Linked DNA regions of Mus musculus: region 1 is linked to region 2. A link is a contact called in public HiCAR-type data. All regions are on one chromosome and are shown on one strand. Each heading gives the region's core, a stretch centred on a gene start, on an enhancer-like site or on the middle of the called end of the contact. The rest is flanking DNA. Distances are from core to core; before and after follow the strand shown. Region 1 holds the start of Ostm1 (osteopetrosis associated transmembrane protein 1). Region 2 overlaps Armc2 (armadillo repeat containing 2).

Region 1 (7,421 bases), core at 1,548-4,047, 700 kb after region 2:
TTCCTGGATCATAGTTCTTTAGTCAAACCTCTCTCTTTCCCACCAGACATACCTCAATGTCTTTTATACAGTTTCTGTCTTCTCCTTTAATGACACACTCTCAGTTTTATGATGTAGGGGGTGGGGAGTTACATATTGTTGCTAGAGTTCTCTACCTAAAACGCTCACTGTAACTCTGTTAACAGTTCTTGTTGCCCACAGGCTGAAGGGAAAGCATTTGAGAAAGTCCTAGGCAGGTGGTTCAGGTTTAGCTCCATCCCTGCGGTCCATCAGTGCAGCAACAGCAGTTTCAAGCAACAAGAGCGCACAGCTGCAGCCGTAAGACAAGAGTCCTTTCTTCTAGTAGCTGCTGCTACTTTCTCCTAGGATGCTGTAAGCTGCTAAGGAATCCTGCTCACCCTGTAAGACCTCAAAGATCTCTTCCTCCTGGAAGAAGTTTCTGACTCACCTCTAAGCCCAGCAGACAGCTTCTTTATAATGCCCCCTAAATACTACTGCAGCGGCTCCTGTAAGCTTGATTTAGTCCTGCTACACACATTTATTGTTCTTTCCAAACCATTTGCTTTAATTTTGTGTATGTGTCTAGGCATACCTGTGGAGGTCAGTGGACAACCTGGGAAGTCTCTTCTACTGTGTCCTTGGGGTTGATAGTAAGCATCTTTACCCGACTCAGGGGTATCTTACTCACTGTTCTATTGCTGTGAGGAGACACCACGACCAAGGCAACATATAGAAGAAAGCGTTTGACTGGGGGCTTGTTTGCAGTTTTAGAGAATTAGGCCACTGCATCATGGCAGGAAGCACACAGTAGCAGAGAGCTTTACAGCCTGATCCATAGGCAGGGAGACGGAGAGGGAGTGATAGACAATCAGACAAATATATACATACATACATACATACATACATACATACATACATACATACACACACACACACACAGACAAAGACACTGGGCCTGGCATGGGCTTTCAAAACCTCAAAGCCGACTCCCAATGACACCTCTTCCAACAAGGCCATGCCTCCTAAATCTTCTGTAAGCAGTATGTTACTAGGGAGTAGACATAGAAAGATATGAGCCTATGGTGGCATTCTCATTCAGACCAGGACATGATGATAATAACTCCAGAGTCTCAGACCTTTGAACACTTGGTCCCCCGTTGGGGCACTGTTTGCCAAGGTTTAGGAGGTACAGCCCTGATGCAGTGTCACTGGAGGTGGGCTCTGAGAATGTAAAGACTCCCACAATTCCCATTCATTCTCAGCTTGTGCTCAGTGTTTAAGATGTGAGTTCTCAGTATCCTGCTCCAGCCTGTTGCTGCCTCCCCTGCCGCTGTGGATGCTAGCCCCCTGGAACCATGAACACAACACCTGCTGAACCATCTTGCTGGATGGCCCTACAATGGTTTTTTTCCTATCCTATTCTTTTTTTTCTTTCTTTCTCTTTTTAATTAATTAATTAATTATTTTACACTCCATATTTTATTACCCCCCCCAACTCTCCGACTGATCCACATCCCGTACCTCCTCCCCATACCTCTGTCTCTACATGGATGTCCCCACCCCTCACATCCTACTCTTGAGCACATTATATCCTGGCCTCTTGCTTTATTCCAGTGTCTACTGCAATGACTTATTAATAGGCTTTCTTTTGATTTGTTATTATGGTTCTCTCTCTCTCTCTCTCTCTCTCTCTCTCTCTCTCATGTCTCTGGGTTGACAGAATGCTTGCTTGCTTAGCACACACCAGGCCCTGGGTTTGGTCTCCAGCACCACAAACACCTGGCAATGGGGGTACATGGTGGCACTTTCAGCAGGGAGGCAGGAAGATCAGAATTTCAAGGCCATTCTCTGGTATAGCGCAAACATGTTTCTTAGTGTGTTAGAGAACTAGCCTGAGTTACATGAGGCTTGTCTCCAAGAAGAAAAATACCTATATGTATTAATATTATATAATGTATACATATTTATTATCATAACATATATTATACATTACATAATATACAATATAACATATTACAACATATCATAAAATGCTACGTGTCACATATTACATGTTATATATTAATATTACATATTATGTTACAATATGTTATGTAATATATGGTATAATAATCGTATAATATAGAATATATAATAATAACATAGTGGGGTATGCTCAAGTGTATGTATTAGGTAGGATTTCTATTGCGCTAAAACACTACACCCAGATCCGAGCCGTACACAGGTGTCACTAGTCAGATAGTTATATTTAAATTAAGTGACATTGGACAATTAGTTCTATCATCGTAGTAGCTACAATTCAAGGGTTCAGCTGCTACATGTGGGTAGTGGCTTCCCTATTAACTAAGACGTGGACTATATTCATCACCCCAGGAAGTTCTGTTCGGGGTAGATAGTTGAGAATTAAAATCAATCAATCAAGCCTTTTGAAGCCACAAGTTCCAAAACCAGAACTGCCAACGGATGTTATCCACTCTCCAGAGGAGATGAAGAAATTTTACTAATCCAGAGCCAATGAAAATGAACACCTGCCCAAACCATCAGTCTACTGGGTTTTTCTGGGAGCTCACTCGGCAGTCATCTCCCTGGAGTTCCAGCAACCAGAACAAACTCCACAGGCTCATGGAAGGCGGGGAACTGCAGGGTGCAGAGCGTGCAAGACGGAGGCCTGGGATGCACTGGGGTTGCAGCAGCTCTACAGACCTCCAAGCGGGGCGCGCTCACACCCGCGCGCCTCCGGAGGCAGGTGGGCGGGGCCGTGACGCACTCACCTCGTGACTCCACTCAGGGCCTGCGCCGGCCGAAGCCGGAAGCGGCTGCTGTCGGAAGCACCGGGCGAGCTATCTGTTACAGTCCGGCCCGGGGATGGCTCGGGACGCGGAGCTGGCGCGCAGTAGCGGGTGGCCGTGGCGGTGGCTGCCGGCGCTGCTGCTGCTGCAGCTGCTGCGGTGGAGGTGCGCCCTGTGCGCGCTCCCCTTCACCAGCAGTCGGCACCCAGGCTTTGCGGACCTGCTGTCGGAGCAGCAGCTGTTGGAGGTGCAGGACTTGACCCTGTCTTTGCTGCAGGGCGGAGGTCTAGGGCCGCTGTCACTGCTACCTCCGGACCTGCCGGATCTGGAGCCTGAGTGCCGGGAGCTGCTGATGGACTTCGCCAATAGCAGCGCCGAGCTGACCGCCTGTATGGTGCGCAGCGCTCGGCCCGTGCGCCTCTGCCAGACCTGCTACCCGCTCTTCCAACAGGTCGCAATCAAGATGGACAACATCAGCCGAAACATCGGGGTGGGTAGAGGAGCAGCCTCGGCACCTGGGGGGGGGGGGGGTTGGGAAAGTAAGGAAACGGCATTGGACGGTCTGTGGAGTTAGGGTATCAGAAACAAGCGGGTGACTTTAGGGGCTTATGGCTTGGAATGCTGTCCCCCTGGATGCTGTAAGCCGGCATCTTCTTGGGACAGGTTTGCTGGAACATTGCAGCGAACATACCCAGAGCCACCAGTTTCTATCAGTGTGACCTTTATTATTTTTCAAAGTATTGAGTTCGGTTCCATCCTGTTTATCAGCTTGTTCTCTGGCAAGTTAGTGACATTCTCTGCTTGTTTTCTCATCCGGAAAGTGGGGACAAAGAGAGGCCACACAAAGCGACATACAGTAATAGTTCGTGGTCGGTGAGTTGCCATTTTAGGATAGTCTGCCTTCTCTGTAACTCGAGAGCTTTCCTGGTCACTTGGAAGGTAATGTGAAGGACTTAATGAAGGCAAACCAAAAGAGGAAGACACAGTCTTTGCCTCTAAGAACTGTATAAATTAGGAAAGGATTACGGTGTCGGCCACCGTGAGAGTCACAGGGTTGCCTGGTAAAGGAAAAATAAGGAGGACACAGGGATTGGGGGTGGAAATGGTTCTTGCGTCCTGAGGGGCCAAGTAGTCTCATGAAAAATGTGGCTTCAGTTGCTTTAGAGGTCGTAATTGACTAAACTAAATAGAAATGTCAATAGGTGTATCTTGTTTTTAATCTAGCCTAATGTTACTAAGCAGATTTTTTTTTTTTTTGTAAATGGGGACATTCATTTGCATTAAGTAAAGTCCAGAGTCACTCTTTGTGGAAAGATTTGGCTTTCAAGGCAGTTTAAATAGGAGTGCATGCAGTATTTTTCAGATTCGCTCCTTTCTCTATGACTTTAATATGCAGCGTTGTATTTGATTTTGAGCAGTTACATTAAATAAGCTGTTTTTAGGGAGTCTTTTCATTCTATTTTAATTTAATTAATGTATTTATTTGTGATGAAGTTTCTTGTCGCCCTGACTGGCCTTGAACTCACCGAGTAGCAGAGGATCACTTGACCCCTCCTGCTTTCCCCTCCCAGGTGCCTAGATTACGGACGTGTCACTATGGTCTGGTTTTATGCAGCTGTGAATAGAACCCATGACTTGTCCACGCTAGACAAGCTGTGTACTAACAGAGCCCCAACCCTGTCTTTAAAGTAGTCTACCAAGTAACAGGCTGGCATCTCCTCACAGTAACAGTTTGTCCACTCTACATCTCCTTTTCTCCAAGTTCCTGCTTCACATCTCCGTTGTACCCTCCCACCTTCTGTAACTCCTCCCCCTTCCTTGTACCCTCCCACCTCTGTAACCTCCCCTTCCCCTCCCTCTCCGTTGTACCCCCAACTATCCATAACTCCTCCCTCTCCGTTGTACCTTCCGCACTATGACCCCCCTCTCCGTTTTACCCTCCCACCATCTGTAGCTCCTCCCTTTCCCTTGTACTATCTGTAACCCTTCCCCCTCCCTTGTATCCTCCCACCATCTATAACCCATCCCCCTCCCTCTCCGTTGTGCCCTCCCACCATTTGTAAGCCCTCCTTTTCAGTGTGACCCTTCCACTTTCATATCTCATGTGGTCTGTTACCCTCCCCCCTCCCTTCAGCTTCTTTTTGTTCCCTGTCTTATGGTCTCCTTCCTGATTTCCTGGCCTCTACTCAACACTCACTCCATGTTAATACACATATATAAGCATGAAAGGCTAGGATATGCATAGGATAGAACATGTAGCATTTGTCTTCCTGTGCCTAGATCATTTCACTTAATACCTGATTTTTTCAGTTTCATCAATTTTCCTGCAAATTTTATAATTTCCAGCTGCCTTTTCTTTAAAAAAAAAGAAAAAAACTTAAGTAACAAGGCCTCTTGTGGGCACAATGCCCATGAATGATGATGTTAACCTTGGGTCTTTGAGGCTATAGATGTTTTCCTTGTGTATGTAGATGCTGTGGAATTATGAGGCTTTAAAAAACATGATCCCAGTGGGCTAGAGTGATGGTTCAGGGGTTAAGAGCACTTGCTGCTCCTGCAGAGGATGCTGGTTCGATTCCCCGGTGGTATAGGTGGATGTGATTCATGCACCTGTAACCTGGTGGCATGGGTGGGTGACTGCATGTACCTAATACCTGGTGGCATAGGTGGGTGACTGCATGCACCTATAACCTGGTGGCATAGGTGGGTGTGACTGCATGCACCTGTAACCTGGTGGCATAGAAAGTAAAGGCAGGAATCTTGCTGGGGCTGCTGGCTACCATTCCACCTGCCTAAGACAAGTTCCAGGCTTAGTGAGAGACCCTAACTCAGGGAATAAGGCATAATAAGAGTTCTGCAGTGACTTCTGTGCCAGGGTAGGGGAGTACCGGGGGGGGGGGGGCTCCCCTTTTTCAGAGAAGAAGGGGATGAGGGGGAATAGGCTGTGAGGGGGCAGGAGGAGGGGAAATTTGGTCAAGATGTAAAGTGAATAAATAAAAGGAACAAAAGGAACGAAAGAGAAAAGTACGTACTTGGGGCTTAGTAGGTAAGGGCAATGTCAGGGGCCCACACAGTGGCTGGAGAAAACCGACTCTGTGAGCTGTCCTCTGGCCTGCACGCGCGCGCGCGCGCACATACACACACACACACACACACACACACACACACACACACACACACAATGTTTAAGAACACAAACGTAGCAGACAAAAGCAAGAGCTCTCTTAGACGCATCTTGTTAGTGAGCTATACACAGATGATGAGTCTCTCCAGATGAATCGTGTGATATTCTCATTGCTCTACACAGCTGGTCAGTTCTCTTCCTGCTGTTCCCACCGGGTCTCTTTCAGCCCACGGTGTCACTCAGTGTCACTCTCAGCCTGTGTTTGCAGGCACATCCCTGCTGCAGTGTGGATGGCTTCTCTGACACGTCCCAATCCTCAGACGCCAGCATTCTGGTAACATGAGTTAAGCATGCTTGCAACAGGAGTTAAGTAGCTTTGAAATCAGGAAGGGCCCAGGCCCAGTGCTCTGCTTGAGGCAACAGGGATAAGAAACAGATGAAGTTCGGGAGGTTAGGATCGCAGGTTTATTATTTGCATAGCATGCGTTTCTTTCATGATTAAATGGTCTTTGGAAGACACGGTTTTCTATTTGAGTACGCACTCTTGGGTCTCTGTGGATGGATTACTGGGCTCTCTTGCAGAGTGCTAACCTTTGGACCAAACATTCCCCGCAAGATGAAGCCAAAGGCCTGGGAGCGTTTACACACAGATTAAAAGTACTAGCTAAAGAGTGCATCCGCTATACAAAAGCTTAGACAGAGGAAGAGAAGCAAGAGTGAAGATAAAATTTGTCATGGTCTGTCATCTAGAAATACCATTGCTACATTTTGTTGCCCACATTCTGGAACTTTCCCTGTGCATGCAAAGTGAGAGATTGCAACACATTCACAAGTCGGAATTAAGAAGCTGAATTTAACCAGAGAAACAAATATTCAAGAAGCAAAGATGGGGCTGGAGAGGAGGCTCAGCTGTTAAGCAGAGAGTTTCTTCCTTCGCCCATGAACCCTGCAACAATAAATGTTAAATGGAAATTGTTTTCCTGCTGTTTTTATTATTACTGTTGTTACCATCACATCATATCAGACAAAATCTCTAATAGTTTTTAATAAATAAGTCAACTGCTTTATGGCTTCTGTGGAAAGTCTAAACACTCAGATTATCTCTTCCTTTTGTTGCTGCTATTGCAGAATACCTCCGAGGGCCCGCGCTGTGGCGGAAGTCTCCTGACGGCAGACAGAATGCAGATAGTTCTCATGGTCTCTGAGTTTTTCAACAGCACGTGGCAGGAGGCGAACTGCGCAAGTGAGTCTCCATCTGTGCGTCGGCTCAGTTGATGCCGTGGTTGGTTCAGTAGCAGATGTCCAGATCTGATTTAGGTGAACTTTAAAATGGCTGAAACCAGGTAGTACATTTGAGCTGTCACTTCGTCATGGTGTATTAGTCATTGTCACCTGGGTGAGTCCTGCCAGCCAGAAATGTGTAGCAGGTTACAGAGCTCTGAGGTCAGACAGGCATTTGCTCAATGTTAGGTTTGGGAAAGTTAACTTTCTTGTATGGAACTTTAGTT
Region 2 (7,766 bases), core at 1,168-3,667:
GTGTGCTTTTCAATGTAAAGCTGAGCGATCAACTAGTTCCCCAGGAAGAGTGAAATCAGTCAACATGCTCCCCCCAGGAAGAAATGATTATCAAGATGAGTCAGAAATCACCCAAGTTTAGTTACCTCCAGACCCTTCTGAGACTTCTCAGACTCATTTTGAGAAGTTAGCTAAACACTGTGGTATAAGAATTTCTTCTCGGTCGTCTCCCAGGAATCCCCACTAATGTGGTTGTGTCTTGCTATGGCCTTGCTTCTGTATCCCCATGTGGTCCTCACTGCCCCCATCACCTCCATTCCATACCCTATCCCCAGTGAATTCTAGAAACTGAAGCATGTCTACAAACACACAGTGTGGCCCAGTCTTGGGGAACAACTTCAAATTTTAAAAAGGACTTTCATCTAGGTTCACTGCTTGCTAAATATAAAAATAATGATTCAACAGGAAAATTGGGTAAGTCAGGCAAGAAATACTGCCTGTTTTTGAAGATTCTGCTGTCTCCGTGGTTATAGCTGTTAACCACAGCTTTCAGCTTTGGACCCAACAGCTTGATACATTGTTAGCATTGGCTGGTGTTTTTAGCATGCAAACGTAAACCCCTTAGCAACAATGTTGTCTAGGGAATTGGAAGGCTTAGATTCTCCTGAGTTCTAGATACATTGCAGGTGACCACTAACTGTCTCCTTACTGGTGAGGGGCTAGTTTGAAGATAACATCTTTTACACGGTGCTAGATTGATATCATTTATCATCATTTTTTATTTTTGTTGAGACAAGGTCTTACTGTAGCTCAGAATGGCCTGCAATTCATAACCCTGTCTCTGTTTCCAAAATGTTCAGATTATAGATGTGTACTCATAGAGCCCGACATAAACTTTTGTGTGAAATGAAAAAAAAAAACTATGAAGAATATAACAGACACTGTCCTACCCTGAATAGTTTGGTTCAATGCTAATAATGTGCTACGTTTGTATCTTTTTATTTTAAAGACAACAACAACAACAAAAACCTTGAAGGCTTAAAACCTTCTTATGCCTGCCTTATCTAGATCCTTCCCCATGGGGGGGGGGGTCACCAGCCTTTGAAATGGGGGTGACAGCATGTTTGTTTTTCTAGGTGTGACACAGAGCTCCCTAACTCTTGTTTCCACAACTTAAGGTTTCACCTGCTGCTTGTGTTGTACAGTCAATGTTACAATGTTACAGTGTTACAATGTTACAGTGTTACAATGTTACAGTGGTATAGTGTAACAAATGTTCCCTGGCTCATTTTTCTCACTGCCTGACTTTGCACCATTTCTAACCATTGGTCTGTATTATTTCATATTTCCTCAGGCAGAATAAAGTCCCTAAAGGGCTTTCATAATATAGTTTCATTTAATGTAACAGACAGCTGTCCTACCCTGACTAGTTTGGTCCAATGTTAACAATGTGCCACATTTGTATCTTTTTCTTTATTTTAAAGACAAAAACAAAAAACAAAAAATCTTGAAGAATTAAAACCTTCTTCATTTAAGTGGGCAATGCTTTTGAACTTAAGTTTAGATTTACACTGATATTAAATCTGCACACAAACCCTCCAGATACCTTCAAGCTATAATTTCTGTGAGTTTCTGTCTACATTGAAGGCAGCAGACCTGGATACTGGTTTAAGACGGCAGTGAAAAATGAAAACTTAGAAAACAAATGGTTTCTGAGCAAGTTGGATCCAGTTCCTGAAGTTGTCGAACAGAGTTACTAAGGGCTCGGTGTGGCACTCTAGACTCTCCTTGACTTCCACCTAACATTTGTCTTTGAAAAACAAGTCACACTGTTTAACAGCACAAAGATCTTGAGAATGAAGGATGCTGAAGGCGGAGAGGCACACTCACCTGCTCTGGATGCTGAAGGCGGAGAGGCACACTCACCTGCTCTGGATGCTGAAGGAGGAGAGGCACTCTCACCTGCTCTGGATGCTGAAGGAGGAGAGGCACTCTCATCTGCTATGATGCTGAGGGCAGAGAGGCACACTCACCTGCCCTGGTTTCCTTCCTGCTCAGGTCTGAGCTGCTAGGGCACGAGGAGGCCCTGGCACGCCGTTTCCCAGGGTCCCTAGGAGGAAGAGCAATGGATGAGACACAGAAGTATTTTCATTTTTATAAACTGCAATTTGTTCATGTCAGGCTTGGAAGAAACTACAGAGACTAGTTTAAGAGATGGGTTTGGTGCCCATTTGTCTGCTGTCACCTGCCTTTGCCTCCTAAGATTTATCTGTGAGAACACAAGTCTGCTGGCTTAACAGTATGAAATATAACACTGGAAAGAACCAAAAATAAAAAATAAATTTAAAAATCCAAAATTGACTGGGGGGTGAGGTAGTAGTGGTAGTGGTGGTTGTTGTTAATGATATGGACCACAAGAGGCCGCTGTTACAACAAGAAACAGAGGAAGAAAACCAGCCAAGGGAAAGCCAGCTTGCTCTGTCCAAGGTCACATGAGCAGGGTCAGCTCTGGAATGCGGAGCTCGGGATTTTTCAACCCACTGTTCTTTCCACTGCACCACAGCACGTCCCATTCCCACTTTAAAACTCAAGTCAATTAATAGTCTCTAAAAATACTCTTAGAAATATTTTAAATGTTAAAAATAAAAAAGTAGACAGTGTATTTGGGCAGTCCTCAGATGAGAAGCGTACGAGTAGCCTGGCTAGCTATGGAGGCACTTGACTCTGCTGCCTGGCTTCCCCACTTACAGCTGACCTGAAGGTATTGCCTTTTAAAGATCTGTATAAATTCCCAAGGTCACTCAGGCTAAAATGGCAAGTCTGACACAATTTCTTTTTGATAATTCCACACACTGATTTTAATAATATTAACAACAATAATCTAAATAATAATAAATATATAAGTTATTATCATTTTGTTTTTGTTTTTGTTTTGTTTTTCAGACAGGGTTTCTATGTGTGGCCCTGCCTGTCCTGGAACTCACTCTGGAGGCCAGGCTGGCAGCAGACTCACAGAGATCCTCCTGCCTCTTCTCCTGAGTGCTTGCCCTTGGTCTTTACTCCACCACCACCCCCCTGCCCCAGATTTAGCCTCTTCACATAACTTTTAGTATTTTTTTTCCCTGTCAACATGTTTTTGGTTTTGTTTTTAAAGTCCAGATGTTTCTCTTTGTCATAAAATAGGGAAACTTGGTAGGACCAATTAAAACAAAAAGGCTCTAATTTTCTGAAACAACTGAATTTTTGCAGCAAGATGTTCCTAGCCAATAAAACAGAGAACATGAAGACAAATTCCCTCAAAGACAGAACAAAAGGACTCAATCCATGGAAAGATTGTCGAAGCAAGACTTCATGAGTTACACGAGAGCAGGGCAGTGGTGGCACACGCCTTTACTCCCAGCACTCAGGATGCAGAGGCAGGAGGATCTTTGAGTCCGAGGCCAGCCTGGTCTGCAAAGTGAGTTCCAGGACAGCCAGGGCTACACAGAGAAGCCCTGTCTTGAAAAACCCAAACCAAAACAACAACAACAAAAAGTTACATGAGACCCTATTTGAACAAAACCAACCCTACACCCTGCCCCCTCCCCCAGCGGATTCACACAGTTAATGGTTGATGGGAGAGGGGGAGAAATTGTCTTCTGTGATGTAGCAATGGGTAAGGCATCCAGACTCCTATAAACAAACCTTCATCCACACTTCTAGCCAACCCTAATGGAACTCACTGGGACACACACACACACACACACACACACACACACTCATGCACACTTACACGCACGTGCACACTCACATATGCTCAACAAGAGTGGGAGGGGGGACGAGAGAGGGTAATGGAGGTGAAACGAAAAAAAAATCCATCAGATACGGGCATGACAATTGTCATGGAACCCATTATTATCTGTAACTAATAGATGCAAATAACAGGGCTGTTGAGGTGGCTCAAGGTGAAACGGTGCTTGCCCTGCAAGCCTGGTGACCTAGGTTTGATTCCCAGAATGCACATAAAAGTGGAAGGGGAGAACCAACTGCACAAAGTTGTCCTCTGCCCACTAGATACTGTGGCAGGAGTACACATCTATCAGAACACACAAAATCCTAAAATTAAAACAAACAAACAAACAAACAAAACTTCAATGGGGTGGAAAGCAAGGAAGTTCCTATATTTTTAATTTCTAGATATAACCTGACATTTTTAAGATCAAGAGTTTCATTTCTGTGTGTGTACGCGTGTGTGCATACGTGCATACATGTGTGTGTACACACGTGCATACATGTGTGTGTGCACACATGCACATGCATATATGTGTGTGTGTCCCTTTAATAAACACTGAAATCTAACAAGACAGTTTTCAGCTCACAGACCCACCCCTGCCCCCACCCAGTGCCTGTCCACTCTCCCTGAGACATGGCCAGGGGTAAGGCTGCCTCCATGACACCTCATCTGTGCCACCTCCCTTCTAGAAAAGAATGAAAAGGACAATCGGTATGCACAGGCTTGGCAGTGTTGCTCCCCGAGGCTGCCAAGAAAAGATGGACTTGGGACCCACTGCCATCGTACACAGTCATCATGGTTTGGGGGACACTGAGTTCATATCCTAGGTCAACACTCACAGCCTGTGACCTCGGGAAGACTACCAGGCTTTGGTTTCCCCTCCTAAATCTACTGCAATGCTTCGGTTTCGGGTGTCAGCCAGCTCACTGAGGGGACTTGGCGAGTTGTCAGCACTAGTTCATTTCTTTTGAGCCCATAAGCACCTAGGGGAGCAAGCAGAGGTGGATATGGGCCCAGAAGATGTTTTTTCCAGTGAGGATAAAAATCTACCTTAACGGAAAAGTGCAAAAGACTTTGAGAGTATGCTGAGGAGAAAGGACCGCACAGCGGGAAGGATGGACTATAAGTGCCCTTTAAAGGAGTAGAAATGGAACTAGCAACTGACAAGCTGTCCCAGAAAAATGAGTGCATGAGAGTTTGATACGCAAGGAGGGGCTCGCTCGGACCTGGTGAGGTAGGTAGGAAGAGGTTCTGCTGGGAAGTCTGGGAACAGCTGTGGACCTGTGGGATTTGCTGTGGACCCTTAAGTGATAGCCAATAAGAAACGTACAGCTTCTTACTCGAGGATGTGACATGAGGCATGGGGTTTGGGGCCGCGATGACAGAGCATTCAAGAGAAAGAATGAGCGACCATGATCCCAGGATCATTGTGGGACTGGAAAAGATGTGAAAAGTTACTGCAACATGGGGCTGATTTTAGCATCTGAAGAGCAGAGTGTAGACCCGGAGGACCTGGAAAGCAGGTTCCTACCAGAGAAATGGTGAGGTTAACGGGGACAGTTTACAGGGTCAAGCAATGTAGGGTTTTGTCTGCTTGAGTTTCTGATGCCAGGTGTCGGTCGGGGCGTATCATCGACAAAGATGTAGAGATCAGAGAAGGTTTAAATTACCACCCAGGACCAGAGACACAGAAGAGGGGCTTGGACCTGGAGACCCCAGGTCTCCAGGGCGTTTGTGAACATGGACAAAGGCATCAAGCAGGAAGAAAGAAATGTATTTGTTACATGCAGGGAAAGAGGACTCAATCGAGGATGGGGTCACAAAAGCTGGGGACCGAGGAAAGAGGTGCTGTCTGCCCAAAGCATGTTGCTGTGTATCCACTGAGCCATGCTGGTGAAGCCCTGCAGGAGTGGGCAGAAAAGATGGGTACCAAGAAAAGAACAGCTCAGGAGGCGGAGGCAGGAGGATTTCTGAGCTCAAGGTGAGCTACTTTCACTGTCTCATGGAAGAGAACGGAGGGAAAATCCCGAGGATGGGAGGGAAAATCCCTCGGTCACTGTAGAGGAAGAGGAGCAGATGTGCTCCACGCAACTTGCACCACTGACTGAAACCACACAGAACACATTTTTCTCTTCCTCCTAGAAACCCTTTAAATATGTGAAGATGCCACCCTCATCTCTTCACACCTTCTCCTGTGGCTTACGCCCCCCTGACAGCTGTGTGGTTGTGGGTACATTTTATTTTAACTACAAGTAGGTTTCCTCATCTGTACAGAAGGGTGGTGAGTCACGGTGCTCCCATCACAGTGCTCCCACCTTGAGGCTGCTGGAAAGACAGAATGATCTGGAGCATGGCAGTCATCAATATGTGTTTGCTAACATGCTCACTACTCAGTCCTGAGCCCTTCAAATGCTTGTGGGCCCATTTGTTTACAGTCAGTCTGTTTTATGTCCCTATAAAAGGACACTAGCTTTGAGCTCACATTGTGGCCAGAGAAGGGGGGGGGTATTTTAAGCGATGCAGCCTGGTGCCACGATAGCTGTTTCGAGGGTCACAAACCACTACTAGTTAACTCCCATTTCTTCCATGTGCAGCTAAGGCAGATGCCCCACACACTTCAGACCTTCGCATCGTTATTAAATTCCGGCATTGTGTTGGCAGTGATTTCCTGCCTATCAGATGTATCTGGGTCCCAGTTCAGTCGTCCAGAAAAACTGTTCTTCCCTGCTTACTGCTCCATGTTATTAAACAACATTATTAAATTTTTCTCAATGATTTTTTTTTGATGTGTCCAAATTAAAAAAAAAAAATCCGGAAATTAGTCATTGGGCTCTTTGGTGAAATTCTTTTTAGAGGCAGAAAACCACCATTTTCATTAGTTAGGTCATCCGTCTACAGATGGAAACCTAATTCCCAAGGACTTAGAACACCAGTGCCGGTGGCTGGTTCACACAACCCTGGAGGAGTTGGTGGTAAGGAAGGATCAAGGGCGTTGGCTCTACACCTCTGCCGTGCCCTTAGCTCTGCCCTGGCTGCAGGCTGAAGTCCATGTGAGAACAATTTGGTTTTCCCAGGGCTTCTCCTCTGCATCTCTCAAGTTTCAGGAGATATACAGTTTTCTGTTCCCTGTTGCTGCCAAGAGTCTTACATTGCACTTAAAATACTAGAACCAACTCTGGCAGGCAATGGCATACAAAGGCTGACAGATCCCTGCAGCCCATGAATGGATGGTGCAGTCAGTCGGACTGGCCACACTACTCCTGGACCATAACTATGCCAAGGAAATAAAATAATAGCTCTTTAAAATATCTTAAACATATAGATTTTGCTATAATTCAAGACAGTTCTTCTAGTTATTAGGATGACAGTTCTTCAATTAGGAATCAGCAAATGCTTTCTTAATGGACCAGCTAGTATTTTATATATTTTACAATTAGGGAGCCAAGTGGCAAAGTCACCACTACATAGATTTTTTTTTGCGACTATTTAAAATATTATGTTTTTTAAAAAAATATTTAAATTGTTTTTTTTTTCTTTTTTGCTTGAGAATTACAAAAAAATTAGAACATACAGACAAACACAGCTGGCTCCTCAGCTATAACTTTTTGACTATTTCTTTAAAGTGATAAACAGTAACAATAATATTGGTGTTAATAACTGATTAGATTTAGAATTAAGAAAAACAATCCGTTTTAGTAAAGGTTACATCTATAGAAAGAAAGAGAATTTTAAGAATGATTATAACAAAAGACAAACGTGCAAAACCTGAACAGAAGTTTTCTTTGTCTTAAGAAAAAGACACTTCATTTTTCAAAGTGTCTCCAAGACATTCAGACCAGGTCTATTCTATACCTTGTCACTACATACTCTTAGTCACAAACAGTCATCCCAGCTGCTGTAGCAGGGCCTCAGCCACAGGCAGTACGCACATGCATGAGTCCAGCTAGGTTCCAACACACCTCATCCTCAAAAGCAAACACTGGACTTTGACTCAGCCCTTGATCAATCAAGTCTA

The links. HiCAR-type assays count read pairs that join an accessible place to other places.
Region 1: a contact with region 2 is called in a HiCAR-type map of kidney, with 5 times the contacts expected there. The contact joins the promoter of Ostm1 here to the enhancer-like site in region 2. A contact is called at or near these places in 2 of 484 Hi-C or Micro-C datasets (adipose-derived mesenchymal stem cells and pre-B cells), 2 of 115 datasets of contacts at active chromatin or transcription factors (kidney and large pre-B cells) and 2 of 9 other capture datasets (embryonic stem cells and liver).

What each region holds. Positions count from the first base shown.
Region 1 is chr10:42,676,119-42,683,539 of GRCm38.p6, forward strand. It overlaps Ostm1 (osteopetrosis associated transmembrane protein 1), which reads left to right and starts at 2,798. Exons shown (of 6, transcript NM_172416.3): 1 at 2,798-3,279; 2 at 7,042-7,156. The coding sequence starts at 2,866.
Region 2 is chr10:41,978,509-41,986,274 of GRCm38.p6, forward strand. Armc2 (armadillo repeat containing 2) reads right to left here. Exons shown (of 18, transcript NM_001034858.3): 6 at 2,013-2,089. Among named protein-coding and RNA genes, the nearest start is that of Gm33058, 23 kb to the left of the region's middle. Within about 2 kb of position 2,418, at least 66 of the 459 cell types and tissues checked have an H3K27ac peak or open chromatin away from gene starts, as enhancers often do. A contact at or near this core is called in kidney and pre-B cells, where this site is marked.